Linked DNA regions of Urocitellus parryii: region 2 is linked to region 1. A link is a contact called in public Hi-C data. All regions are on one chromosome and are shown on one strand. Each heading gives the region's core, a stretch centred on a gene start, on an enhancer-like site or on the middle of the called end of the contact. The rest is flanking DNA. Distances are from core to core; before and after follow the strand shown. Region 1 holds the start of Xxylt1 (xyloside xylosyltransferase 1). Region 2 holds the start of Lsg1 (large 60S subunit nuclear export GTPase 1).

Region 1 (7,330 bases), core at 2,089-4,588:
CTTTTTTGCTGAGGCTGGCTTTGACCTTTCGATCCTCCTTCCTCAGCGTGTGAGCTGCTGGGATTACAGGCATGCACCACTGTGCCTAGCTCAATTTTTTTTTTTTTAATTTCCACATGTAGTTTGTTGAATTTAACATTTTAAATAACAGTGTTTTAGCCATTTCATTGATGATCATTTTATTCTAATTTTGCTATACTCTTGTGGCTAAATATTTTAGTAGTACATTTTTAATTATTTTCTTAGGATGACTTCCTTGAAGTGAAAATGCTGGTTTGATGGGTAGATGTATGTGTGTGTGTGTGTGTATATGCATACATTATGCATATATATCTTAGGGGTGGATACATATATTTATATGATTTGATTATATTTGTATATATATATATATTAATGGAAGGATACATACACATAACTTTTTTTTTTTTTGTACTGGGGGTTGAGCCAGAGGTGCTTTACCACTGAGCCACATCTCCAGTCCTTTTTATTTTTTATTTTGAGACTGGGTCTTAAGTTGCTGAGGCTGGCCTTAAACTTACCAGTCACTGGGATTACAGGTGTGAATCACGGTGGGTATATTTTGAGGCTTATTAAACAAGTAGAGTCCTGAGTTGTTGGAGATTTTGTGATTATAAAAAAGTAGATGATACCTCCTGTTTTCTTGGAATATTTCCTTATTATAGCAGAAAAACTTGGACTAGGATATATATTGAATATATAGTAGGTAGGTAGCCCTTGTGGAGTCCTTCAGGATGGTACCTAGCTCAGACACTGGATGGGGAGATTTCAAGACCATTCCTGTAGACAGTGACCTGTAAACCAAGTCTGAAGTGGAAGGAGAGGTTGGATAATCTCAGATCTAAGGATGTGGAGATTATACAACAGGAAAAGCCACTTGCCTAATCTGGTTAGAAATCAGCTTGACCCAAGTCAAAGTTAGAACTGGGGTTTACCAGGTTTTTCCTTTCTTTTTTTTTTTTTTGCATCTTTATTTGTTCTTTGTAGATATGCATGGCAGTAGAGTGTATTTTGACATATCATACATACATGGAGGGTTTTGTCTACTGACCCTGTTATGATATACCCAGATATATCCTGTGTGTAAGTTAAGAAAGCGGCACATATTGACATTTTTTTCTTATTTGTCCTATTTTCTCTAAAAGATATGCTGTAAAAGGGCAGAGATTTTTGTCTTTTCAATGCTGTATCCTCACGTGCTACTATGATTGGTAAGGTAGCAGGTATATGAATCTTTTGAATACCCTACCCAGTAAGCTACCTTGAACCTGTTGTTGTGGTTTCCAGTTAGCAATATAGGAAGGCACAATTTAGGAAGTCACAACATTGATTTTTCTTTATGGGCAAAGAACTGAAAGGGAAAGAAGCTTTCATGAGCTACACCATGGAAAATAAAAATAGGCTCTTTTGAGTATTCTCTTGACTTCCCAGGTAAAATTTAAGTGGTCTTGTTATTTATTTTGTATAAATTCCAGGATTGGTGATGTTATAAATATCTGAAAAATAAAGCTTGTTGTATAAATTCTAGCATAAGTGATAGATAAAATTATGGAATTGTGCCTTTGGTTCCCTACCTATACCCAAAACTTATTGATAGTGTAGGTGGTGGACTAAAAGGCACAATTCCAGAATAAGTTCTTCCATAATTTAGAGACTCAATTATTAAGAGATTTGGGGGTTAGTATTTATAAATATCCCAGAAAAGCTATTGTAGCCAAGCTATTGTAGATGATGGATAGAGACTTCTTAAAAAATGAGTTTTATGTCTCTAGTATGATTTATTCTATACTAAGTGTTGGGGACTGTTCTGCTTTTTCTTTGTCTTTCATAACTCTATAAGGTGTAGATATTAGCCCCACTGTATATTTGGGTTTAAATGTGGTTCAGAGTGACTCACTAACTTACCGAAAGTCTGACAGCTTGGTGTAGTGGAGTTCCAGACTGCATTGTCCACTCCAGAGCTTGTTCTCTTCACTGCTGGTAAAATATACACACCCCAGAGCTTGAATTACTGTTTTTCAAGGAAATTGGCTTAAGTTAAGCTTGGGCTTTGGAAACAGCAGGACTTGTGATGAGATCTTGCCTGCATTACTTTTCAACTAGATTGGGTACTTCTCTAAATCTCAGTTTCCTTGCTAGTAAATCCCTCTATCTCAGGGAGTTGGGAGGATCAAATGACTACTTAGCTGTGGTAATTCTGCTGTGTATTATGTATTGAATTTGTTGCCAGACCTGTTTCAGAGGTCTGATGTTTTCCAGAAGTCTTGCACCAATTGGAAAGGACAAGAGTTAAAACTGTAGTTTTGAGAAAGGTGGATTCCACTCACACTTGCAGAAGTAATGGCACGTGGTAATGAAGTGGCAGAGATCAATTTATGTATGCATCTGCCCATGCACTTTGTCTTCACCTCTTCCAAATACCTGTACGTGTTTACTTCAGAACTCTTGGTATTTCATCATTTCTTAGAATATTAAAGTAATGAGTTTCTATCTGGTTGGCAGTGTCCAACTGTGTGCCTTGAGCAGTTTCATTAGTATGCCTCAGTTAAGAATTTGCAAAGCTGCCTGGGACATATTAGGCTCTTTATAAAGTGTAAAAGTCTATTTAATAATACAAAGCGAGTTGATACCACAATCTCAGGGTCTCTGAACGACCACAATGTGTTAGGCAGCAAGGTCCCCCTGCTGGCCACTCACGTAGATGACCTCTGGTGTGTCCCAGAGATGCCAAGTGGGGTGAGATTTCCACCTCGGGTGTCTTTACTCCTTCGGTATGAAAGTGAAAGGAGCTTTTAAAATTTCCTAGTCACAGCTAGTATCCAAGATGTGAAGGGATGTGGGAGTGGATATAAAACCTCCAAAATATTAGGGGGAAAATGTGTAGAGAGAAAATATTTCCCTCTTCTTGCGTCCAGTGTATCTTTATCAAACCGATGGTCTTGTGTTGGGCGCAATACCCTCAAGGCTCACCTTCGCTATCTAGCGAAGCACAATGCCGCTCTTCGGGACAAGGCCCGTGTCGCGCTGCACTCGCTGCTGTCTTGCCAAGTCACCAGTTCGAGGAGCTGGTTCTCACAGACTGTGCAGCTAGCCGGCCTCCTCCACGCCTGGGTCCTCAGTCCACTCCTCCCACTTCGCGTGGTGGACCTAGTCAGTCCTCGCGCTTTGATCCCTCGGAACCTAGGACCCGGCGGCGGTTGGGCACGCCCTGACCCCGCCTCCCGCGCTTCAACGCCCGTCACTGGCTCTGGGTAGCGCGGCCCCGCCCCCGCCATGGCCGCCTCCTGACGCCGGGGTTAGGAGGCTGTAGAATCCCTGGCTCTAGGCTCATGGGCCTCCTCCGAGGCTGGCCCCCGTGCGCTCGGGCCATGGCGCGCCTGGGCGCTGTCCGGTCTCACTACTGCGCGTTGCTGCTGGCTGCCGCGCTTGCGGTCTTTGCTTTCTATTACCTAGGCTCGGGCCGCGAGACCTTCTCCAGCGCCACCAAGAGGCTGAAGGAGTCCCGCGCTGGTGTCCCCTCCGCGCCCTCGTCGCCCGCGCCGGAGGTGGCGCGGGGCTCCGTGGCGCCGGGCCCGGGCCCGGGCCCAAAGGCCAAGAGCCTGGAGGGCGGCGGGGTCGGGCCGGTGGACTACCACCTGCTGATGATGTTCACCAAGGCGGAGCACAATGCCGCGCTTCAGGCCAAGGCCCGCGTGGCGCTGCGCTCGCTGCTGCGTCTTGCCAAGTTCGAGGCGCACGAAGTGCTTAACCTGCACTTCGTGAGCGAGGAGGCCAGCCGCGAGGTGGCCAAAGCCCTGCTGCGGGAGCTGCTGCCACCCGCCGCCGGCTTCAAATGCAAGGTAAGTGGGGTTCCTGGTGGGTAGCCCACGCCCATTTGCGGTTAGTGAGCACTCCAGGTGGCTCTCCAGGGCACCGGGCGGAGCTGGGGGCTTCCTGGCACTGCCCACTTGCGACGCCCATACTCTAACTTTCTCTGTCACATCCTGCTGGAGGGCTTGTCTGGGGGTGTGTCCTAGAGCCCAATGAGTTCAACTGGTGCAGAGTGGAGCGGCAGTTTTAACTGATGGTCTGGCTTCCCTCTCCCTGCTTTCATTGCTATCCCCTGGAGAACCAGCAAACCCCGATTTGCACGCATTGCCAGTTCAACAGTGCTTTCAGAGCCTGCACCTCTTTTATATGTTCCATCTGAGGGTGGAACTGGTCTTTTGAAGGCAGCAGTAGTCATCTGAGCAGTCGACTCAACAGGTTCTTGGTGAGGCCTCTGGAAGCGTCCCAATTTGAACTGGCGCTTCTCTGTAGTGCTTAAGGTATTTCAGTCATATCCAGTGAAAGCCAGTGTGAATCTTCTCTTGTCCTCCCTGTGCCCCTTTCTTCTCTGCTCCCAAGGGTCATGAACCCATTTAGAGAAATTGTGGGTTCCTCTTTTTGAGGAAGAGAAAGCTCCAAGAGGTACGGATATGATCTGGGGAGCACATCTGGTACGGATATGCCCCAGGCTGAGCCAACCTGCTCTGTGGCAGCTCCCACCTCTTCATCCACTTACTTCACCACCTGGGTCTGCCCTTCTGGGATTGTTGTTGCCTTTAGTCTCTGTTGCCTTCATCAACTTGTTTGTCTTATTTTGACCCAATAGTTGTACAGAGGGGCTCCAAAGTCTGATATTTGGATAGAAGTAGGTGATCTTAGAGTGGAGACTGATGTTGGTGGGGGAAGGGGAATGAGGCAAGAGTAGTGTCCCACTACTTTTCCTGTCCAGCTTGGTGACTAAAGGGGGAGCTGCTACCAGGTTCCTGTAGGATTCAGGGGTGTGCAGTGGCTTTTTGTTGCCTAAAGTTTCAAGTTCCAGCTGTCTTTGAACTTGACCAGCCTCTCTGGCTTTCCTTCTACATGCACTTTATATCTTAACAGTATTGAATGTGCCTTTACACAAGCTGGGTCCTTTGCTCAGAATATCCCTTCTTTCTTGGGCTCTTGGCCACTCTTTACTCAGCCTTCACTTTCCCTAGGAATGTCTATGGACCCTATGGACATGCCAAGCCCAAATCTCCATATCTCTTCATTTCTGCATTGAGGTTCTGTTTCCTGCACAGGACAAATTAGCCCATCAGGATACTCACCATGGCCAGGGGAGGGCACCTGGGCTAGGATTTCATGCTGGAGAAGGTCAAGAACCCAGGTCCTGGAGCTTGTGACTGGAGGTATCTTTGGTTCTTACTGTCTAATGCGGGGTTTTGGCTTGGAGCCTATCCCAAATTACCTAATTGTATTCTTGTGGTAGGTCAACCTGTCCCATGATGATTCTTAGGACACTAACATTTGAGAAGCCTTGTACTAGAGCAGAGGAAAATTCTGTACTAGGGCCAGAATGGGCAGATCTGGGATCTGACCAAGTCTATAAACACCACCCTGAAGGCCATCATTGTCATTTCCACCTGCTGAGTCAGTTCTTTACCTACCTCATTCCAAGTTCAGCCATGGCTCTTGTTGCACGCACAGCACTTTTTAGCCCTTGTACCTCTGCATGTGTCTTCCCATTTTTGGGGTGCTTTCTCCATTCCAAATCTTTTTTTTTTTAGTTGTCGATGGATCTTTATTTTACTTATTTGTATGTGGTGCTGAGACTCAAACTCAGTGCTTCACACATGCTAGGCAAGCGCTCTACCACTGAGTCACAACCCCAGCCCCTCCAATCCAAATCTTGACCATCTTCAGATACACACCCTTCTTGGAGTTATCCAAGGTACCTCAGCTGAATTGTGTGTCTTCTTCTTTTCCTCTAATCATCTGTCTCTGTGTATGATGTCTGGCAGAAATATTGGGACTAGAAATAACTTTGGAATGCTTCTTTCTACCTCATGAATCACTCACTCCACATATGCCTTTCATTTTGCCTGGAATATTCCCCTCCCCATCATTCACTGGTATTGGGCTCTCAGATCACAACTCTAGTGTTCTTTCCTTGGTAAACATTTCCCGAGCCCCCATTACACACTCTTATAGTTCTAACACTTTTCTTTGGTATCAGGGGTCGACTGCCAGCATCTGATTGTGGGGTTCTTCTTTCTGCCCAGGAGAATCCAAGCACTCTAAAACTTAAAAGTCTCAAATTAGTGAATCACAAAACACAAATACTCAGAAATATATTTACAAAAGGCAAAGCCCCTGATAGATCTAATCTATATGGGTTCTGGAACTAGACAAAGAAAATATGGCTCCCGTGGTTTATTTAAGAGGATACATCAAAGTCAGGGATAAGGTTTCAAGGGCGGGGTCTTGCTTCTTGATGTCTTGCAGTCAGCAGGTTGATTGACATCTTGGCAGGTCAGATCTATCTCAGGGATCTTTGACAGAACTTCTGGGAAACTTCACCTGCATTAGATGATCAATCTCTGTGGGGGTGCCACGGGAGGTTCCCAATGCCAGACCTATCCCCTCATTAGGCTACTATGCAGTGACCCACATACAACCCATGGACGGCTCCTGACACTTTGCTAATGTTTATTGCAGTGATATTTGTATAATTATTAAATTAATTATCTGTGTACCTTGCTAGACTATATACCTCTTTATGGATATTGACTTTGACGTCTCTTAAATGCTATGTTCCCCAGCACTTAACACTATGTTTCACATATATAAGTGACTTTTATATGAAGAGAATTATTTTTTTCAGTATTGATTAGGAAGAAGGAAAGTATAAATCCTTACCAAGCTGTGTCAGAGCTGGACGGGATCTTTAAGAGCATCTAGCACAAAAGGTGAAGAAACTTGCCAAGGCCACCTGGTAAGTTACTGACGCAGATGAGGCTGGACCAGTGGCCTAGGCCAATGTTTTTCTCTTTGTGCCATACTTTAGAAGCACTTTAACACTTGTGTTTTGTAAAATGAGGTCCAGAGAGCAATTTACTCTGAGAGAGAATTGACTTAAAGTGTGCTGGAATACCTTGGGAAGAGGAAGGTAGCTCCTTGGCCACCCAATCATGTGGAGACACCTGGGGGTCTCCTTCTCCCTGAGGGTAGTCTCAGGGTCTCTACCATGTCTGCAAGATGCAGAGAAGGGCTGTGGTGAGCTGGCATAAGATTTGTACCTATACCCAGAGGTCTCTTCTCAGGCCATTTTCAAATGACACAAAAACATTTTTAGCTGATATAGTTGCAGAGATAGATCAGAAAACATTATTAATGACATTATTATTAATTACATTCTGGTTAATTAAATATTAGCTAAAAATCATTCACATACCCCCCAAAACTTGTTTTGACTGTTATTGAAAGCGTTTTAAAAATCTGTTTGTTATCCTTATAACAGGTT
Region 2 (7,330 bases), core at 3,270-5,769, 620 kb after region 1:
ATTAAACCTAAAATTGCAACTCTGTGGCTTCTCCCATGTGTTCTGGTTCTGCTTGCCCTGTGTCTGCTCAATCTTCTCTCCCTTCCCTGTGACAGTCCTGCACATAAAATGGAAATAGTCCTCACACAGCCCTGGTGTTCTCCCCAAACCAGTCATACTTCCATCACCTTTGTCTCATAGGACATGTTTCTGCATTCCATCCTCATTCAGATTGATATGCTAATTCCTATTAATGACTTAAGGGGAAGTGTCACACTTAAGGACAAAAAGCAAAACCTGGGTCCTGAGAAGGCCTGGTGGAGAAGGGTCAACTGTGGGTAAAAAGTTCATTGCTCTACTGCTGATTTGAGCTGCTAAACCCTGTCTGATCACCACTAGAAATGTAAATTCATCAGGGCAGGAATTTGTCCATACTGAATCTCCAGTGCCTAGTACAAGGAAGGAAGGAAGGAAGGAAGGAAACACTTTCTAGGTACAGATTGTAGAGTTGGTGATTATTAATCCTCCTTCTAGCCTCCTTTACTTTGTTTTACTTTCTTTCATTTTATTGGGTCTCAATTCCTACAACTCAAAGTGCCGAAAATACCCTTTCTCACTTGACTGTTGTGAAGGACAAAACTAGTTACAAAGTCATTGTGAATAAAAGACCCTATACATTCCACATATAAGAGTTAAGAAAAACTCATGGGCATAAATCTAGTGCACATAGGATCCTGCAACCTGAGTCACCAAAGCCACATGCTTTTGACATTGTTCCTGCATGTACATCTTGCACAAGCAGGCAATTGATGTTTGAGTCCAGTGACTCAATCACTTAAAATACCCACCAATAAAGAGTCTGCTGAATTACTGAATCTCACTTGTGTGTGAGAATCCACCCATTTCCAACAGGGATAAACTGAGAATGGCAGAAAATTCAAGGAAGTTTCCCTGCTGAGCCAAGGACACTCAACAGAGACAGCCAGACTTCTATTTTCACAACTCCCACCTATGCAAATTGCAGAAGGAGGTGGTGTAGAAAATAAGAGTGAAGGGAAACAGGGCTACTACATACTTGTCTTGGAACAATTTTTCTGCCACTGACACACTTTTAGCTTAGGAGTGAAAGGCAAACCAAAACAGAAACCATCCACTCTTCTCTCTCCCTCCTCAGGCAAATGTGGAGGCCAGAGCTCAGTAGTTCTGTAGAGTTGGATTGGCAAAGAGTGCTCCAAGGTTTATTTCTGGGCGTGAGTTTCGGGGTTTGAATATTGTTCAGATGAGGTAAATCAAGCATTATGCAACACCATGAATGAGGAACACCCGCTGTCACTGTTTGAAGCCAGATACAAGACTTCTAATCCCCAAATCAATGCAACTTCCTCCAGGAGGCAGCTGTTCAGAGAATTCCGGCTCCAATGGAAGGACCTCATTATATGGGGGATTGGGTGACTCTAACCAATCCTTCAGACATAAGTCCAACAGATGAGTATTTCCATTGGTGTGACAAAAAGACCAGGGGCATTTGGCTGGCACTGGCATTTGTGTTGTTCCTGAAGTTTATGAGTGGACTCACTTCTGTAGTTAGAAGTCAGAGACCTGGGCTCATTCATCTTTGCAACCCCCTCACTACAGCTTCAGCCAGAGTCTTACTCAACCCTTCACCACAATCATCACTCTCCTCCTCAATCATGTACTTTATTCCTTGATCTGGGTCCTGTGATTTTTGTCTCATCAGCACCCTCCATTTCTTTCCTCTTTGCCCTTCTCACTTAACAATTAATTATCCAGCAGGGTTCTTACCTGCATTGCTCAGTTGGTGGGAAAAAATCGTACACTCGACCCACTAATGAATGGACTGCAATCTTGCAGCATTATCTCATTGGCTATCTCTGCTGGACAGGAGTTATGATTATCATTATTATCCCTATTAACCAGATAAGAAAACTGAGACTCAGTTCTTTGAGTAATGCCTCAGGGAAAATATTAAGCTATGCTTCACACTTATTTGTCAACTGGGAATCAGTTCTGCTAGTTAATATTACATTTGACTCCTCACCAGTCCTACTTAAATTATCACAGATTTATTTGGTCAAGATATTTCAGAGCCCTTAAATGAATGACAATAGAAACCCAAAGTGTTTATTTTCTCAAAATCCTGGATGACAAGATCTAGAAAAGGAAATTAAGGTAAAGCCTCAAGTTAGTGATTGACCTATAGGAAGAGATGGCATGTTTCTCTAAACCATACGTTGTTGTTGTTGTGTTGTAACATGTAAAATCTATTTAATCTTATTTCTTTTTTTTTTTAAAGAGAGAGTGAGAGAGAGAGAGGGAGAGAGAGAGAGAGAGAGAATTTTAACATTTATTTATTTTTTTTCTTAGTTCTCGGCGGACACAACATCTTCGTTTGTATGTGGTGCTGAGGATTGAACCCGGGCCGTACGCATGCTAGGCGAGTGCGCTACCACTTGAGCCACATCCCCAGCCCTAATCTTATTTCTTGAGTTAGTGGTATCTTTAACCACTCAGCTTTGGCAAGAATTTCAGGAGCTGTCTCTAATTCTATTTTATGTGTCTTCTCCTCATCTTCCTTCTCAGATATTTTAAAGACATATAGCTTCTAAGTTGGCAAATGGGAGAAATCATGTTCTGGTGCATTCCTTTACCCGTCTGTAAGCACTACATTCCCAAAGGCTTACCAAGCACCACAGGGCTTGTCAGCAATTCCTTGGGAGTTCCCCAAAGTTCCCAAATGAGGTGCAGCACACAGAGAGCTTGGGAGATTCCAGAAATGGGTAAGCAGTAGTGTTCCAACTCTGTTAACTTGCTGTGATTGAGCTCTAGCCAGATCCACTTCAATGACTTTGCCTGCACTAGAAAGGAGTGGACTACCCTTGCAACTCAAAGTATTACCCATAGCATCTGTATTACCTGGGAATTTTTTAGAAACAGAGACCCAGATCTTATTCATCAAAATCTTTGTTAAAGAAATTTCCAGGGGGGTTGGAGTTGTGGCTCTGTGGCAGAGTGCTCATCTAGCACATGTGAGGCACGGGGTTCTAAACTCAGCACCACATAAAATACGTAAAATAAAGATATTGTGTCCCACTACAGCTAAAAAACTTAAAAGAAATTTCCAGGGGATTCATATATACATTAAATTTTGAGAGGTACTAGATGAGATGGTTTCTTTTTGTGGGGGGGGGGAGATGTGTACCAGGGACTGAACTCAGGGGCACTGGACCATTAAGCTACATCCTCAGCCCAATTTTGTATTTTATTCAGAGGCAGGGTCTTACTGGGTTGCTTAGCGTCTCCCTGTTGTAGAGGCTGACTTTGAACTCATGATCCTCCTGCCTCAGCCTCCCTAGCTGCTGAGATTATAAGCGTGCACCACTGTGCAAGTGGAGATGGCTCCTTGATCCAGTGATTTTTTTTTTAAGTCTTAACTGACAGATCAAAATGTGTATATGTATGATGTACATCATGTTTTAATGTGCTATAGGTAGTGGAAAGTTAAATACAGCTAGTTAACATATACATTAACTTGATCCTATTATTTTTTTGAATACATGCTAACAATCCTCATTCCCCAGTCCTCCCAGGAATCTATACAATAGTGATAAGAGATGGGTTTGATTCCTGACGCTGCATATATTTCATCTATGGCCCGGGAAAACTACTCTCTTCTCTGAGCATCACAATAGTGAAGCGGTTTTCTGGATCAATGAGAATGTCTTTTACACACGTCACTCTAAATTGACTTCATATTTGCGTTATAGATAAAATTAATAATAAAGTGAGAAACAAAAGCACAGGCTTTGAAGAGTGGAACCAACTCTCAGTTTTCTCTTTAACTATTGAAAAAAAAGTTAATGAAATTTTAACTGGAACTTCTAAGCATTATTATTATTATTATTATTATTATTATTATTATTATTATTATTATTAGAAATAAAGCAGACATCAGACCCTAACTGAATTTCCTTTAAACCTTACCAAACTCTGGAAATATTCAACTTCTCGTTCCGAACTCCCATTCAGGCAGCTAGGGAATCGTAGGTAAACAAAAAATGTATTTAGTTTCTGGGTTGAACCTCCGGAACTCCACACTTGGTTGAAAACTAAGCGTGGGAGTCGCTTCCACCACGCGCCGCAGAAACACCCTTCTTTGGAGTCTCCGCCTACTCCCGAAGAAACCAGCTAGGAGGCGGGTTCGTACCTTGAATGTGAACGGCCATATTTTCCAGTTGTCTTCGTTTCTAGCCGGACGCTAAAAAATAAAGAACAAATCTGGGATGTACCATTCTCTTGACTGAATCACTCTATACAAATTGAGATATTTACAGGGACATTCATAGGAAAAACCCAGAAGTAATCTTTAAATTTCTTTTATATAATACTGTAAAGCATCGTGGAGCAAGTCATTTCTCTTTTCCTTCTCATCTTTGGGCCTGAACTATTTGGACTCGCCCAAACGTAACTTCCTGAAGTAGAGTTGAATTCCGGAAGCGGCACGCGCTGGGAGGTTCGTACCACGACTGGATTGCTATGGGCCGGAGGAGAGCGCTGGGCAATGGGTCTCTGGGCCGGGCCCTTATCCGCCATCAGACTCAGAAGAGCCGGAGCCATCGTCACCCTGACTCGTGGGTAAGTTAGACACTGTCATCTTACTTACTCTGAGTAGTTTCGAGAGCCTGAGTGCTACAAAATTGGGGGTCAGAAGTCACAGAAATTTTGCACAGTGATGCCTAAGCAGTTTTCAAGTTGTCGTTTTTGCCAGACCTAGAAGCAGGCCCTAGCCAGCCATAGGGCCCAGAGGGAAAGGCCTGAAAGCTGACCTGGTATGACCGTGAGGCTGGAGTGAGAGTGCGAAGTCCCGGATACCACACTGTCTTAAATGCGTTTGATTTTCGCTCTAGAGACAAGCCATAGAAGAAATGCTTGGAAGTTTCTGAGCAGGAAAGAAAACTTATTTTAAAACTGATTGGTTTAAAGAATTGAGCCTCCAAAACTATTGGGTTACCATGAGTACTACAAAATAACCTAGATCTGTGCTTTTCTCTCTCTCTCTCTCTCTCTCTCTCTCTCTCTCTCTCTCTCTCTCTCTCTCCCTCTCCCTCTCCCTCTCCCTCTCCCTCTCCCCTCCCTGGGGGTTTAATGAGCCATTTATTTCCAAGATGTGACAGGTCTAATTTTTCTCTAGGCCTCTGGAAGACCCTTAAAAAAGTGAATATGGTTTGGTTTCTGTTTCTCATTCTAGTCATTTATTCTCCAAGGTATTTGAGAACATCACTGAGTGATCAGTAAGATTCTCTGCTAAAGTTATTTTTTTCCCACGTGCTGAATTTGACTATCCTGGTGCCACTATCATGCCATCCTACTTACAACCATATAGGCTGTAAAGTAATCTGCATTCAGTACATATCAGGTGTGACTTACTCTGGACATTAGAATACTAGTAATTTTAATTGATTTTGAAGGAACTCATTATTAATGTATTAGTGCAGCCTTTAGAAAGTAGAAATTGAATGTAGATTCTAATCTTTATTCAAATATTTACTGATCCTGTGACCCAGAGCATCAGTAAAGTTAAGGGCCCTTAAGTTTGGACCCTTAACTCTTTTATTTTATTTATTTGTAGCTGTACTAAGGACGTAGCTGATGTTTTTATTAGACTATGGGTTCCCTCTGGAAATCAGTTGAATAGTAACATTGGTACCCGAGAATAAGAAATATTAGTATTGTATGTGATAACTTTTGTTTCTAGATTTTTTAATTTACATTTTACAGTAATTAATAGTACTTATACACTTACCTCCGTGTGTGTCACACACCTTTGGGTCACTGTGTAAAATGTATTTCTTATTGTGGTCTATCAAAAAATGGTGACTAGCAGAGTTGGACAGTCTGGGTTCAAATTCTATATATACCACTTAGTTTGAAACTAAATGCAAATTATTTTGTCTTTAAATCTCACTTTTCTAATCAGAAAATGAGATAAAATAAAATTCACTTCAGAAAACTCTGAAAATTAAATAAATGATGAAGTACTTACCATGAGATTAAAAAGTGCTTATTTAAGTGTTGGTTGTTAGTTTTGAAAGGGGCTAAAGTACCCTCAAGATCACAGAACATTGTGATCTTGAACACAGAACAAATGCAAAGACATTTAGAGCCTGTTTGGATGTCAAGAGCAGAAGAGAGCAGCTTTATTTCTTACCCTGTGTTTTATTCATAGTTGCACACAAGTGAACTCAATGATGGCTATGATTGGGGTCGTCTTAATCTTCAGTCTGTGACTGAACAGAGCTCTCTTGATGACTTTCTTGCGACTGCAGAACTTGCAGGAACAGAGTTCATAGCTGGTAAGTTGTTTATTCCTGAGTGTATGTAACACTAGTCACATATCACCTTGCTAACTAGATACAAATATGTTTTACTGGGAAGTGTTTGAGACTCTGCTAAACTCATAACTTTAAACTTCTTATACTTGGTATATCAAGTTCAAAAAATTCAACCTCTCATAGTAAAAATGACCAGTCAACAATATGGCATTCTCCAGAAATTGTTTTCTGACATCATTATTAAAAAATAAAATTCCATCCTTGCTATTGTTAGGCAGTTTGACTGTGGGTTTTGATTTGTTTGTTTGGTTTTTGGGTTTTGTTTTCCTTATTTTAGTGCTGGGAACTAAATCCAGTGGTGCTTAACTACTGAACCACATCCCCAGCCCATTTTTTAAATTTTTTCTTTTGAGACAGGATTTTCTTCAGGCCTTGCTAAGTTATAGAGGCTGACCTTAAACTTGTCATCTCCTACCTCAGGTTCCTGAGTTGCTGGTATTACAAAGGTGTGTCACCATGCCAGTCTTGACTGTTTTTTAAAGCACCAGCCAATGCATTTTGGTCAATTTTTGCATGCACATAATTTTATTCACTACTTTCCTTTTTTTTTTTTTTTAACTTAGGAGAGTACCTGGCACTCTTATAAAATAGTATTATAAACTATTATTTCTAGTCCTCTTCTTGTTAGTATAAATGTCTTTTAAATGTTATTATGTTGTTTAGCAAATCATTCTTCATTTGTTCAAATGGATTTTTTGTTTGTTTGTTTTGTTTTTCGTGGAGGAGTACTAGGGATTGAACTCAGGGGCACTCAACCACTGAGTCATATTCCCAGCCCTGTTTAGTATTTTATTTAGAACAGGGTCTCACTGAGTTGCTTAGTGCTTCCCCATTGCTGAGGCTGGCTTTGAATGCAAAATCCTACTATCAGCCTCCCTAGCTGCTGGGATTACAGTTGCTTTGTGCTTCCCCATTGCTGAGGCTGGCTTTGAATTCAAAAT

What was found. Hi-C and Micro-C count contacts between places; a contact is called where the count stands out from the background.
Region 2: a contact with region 1 is called in a Hi-C map of muscle, with 5 times the contacts expected there. The contact joins the promoter of Lsg1 here to the promoter of Xxylt1 in region 1. A contact is called at or near these places in 2 of 2 Hi-C or Micro-C datasets (liver and muscle).

The regions. Positions count from the first base shown.
Region 1 is chr2:175,527,373-175,534,702 of mUroPar1.hap1, forward strand. Xxylt1 (xyloside xylosyltransferase 1) reads left to right here and starts at 3,339. Exons shown (of 4, transcript XM_026380126.2): 1 at 3,339-3,857. The coding sequence starts at 3,348.
Region 2 is chr2:176,142,574-176,149,903 of mUroPar1.hap1, forward strand. Lsg1 (large 60S subunit nuclear export GTPase 1) reads left to right here and starts at 4,520. Exons shown (of 14, transcript XM_026400278.2): 1 at 4,520-4,632; 2 at 6,224-6,350. The coding sequence starts at 4,534.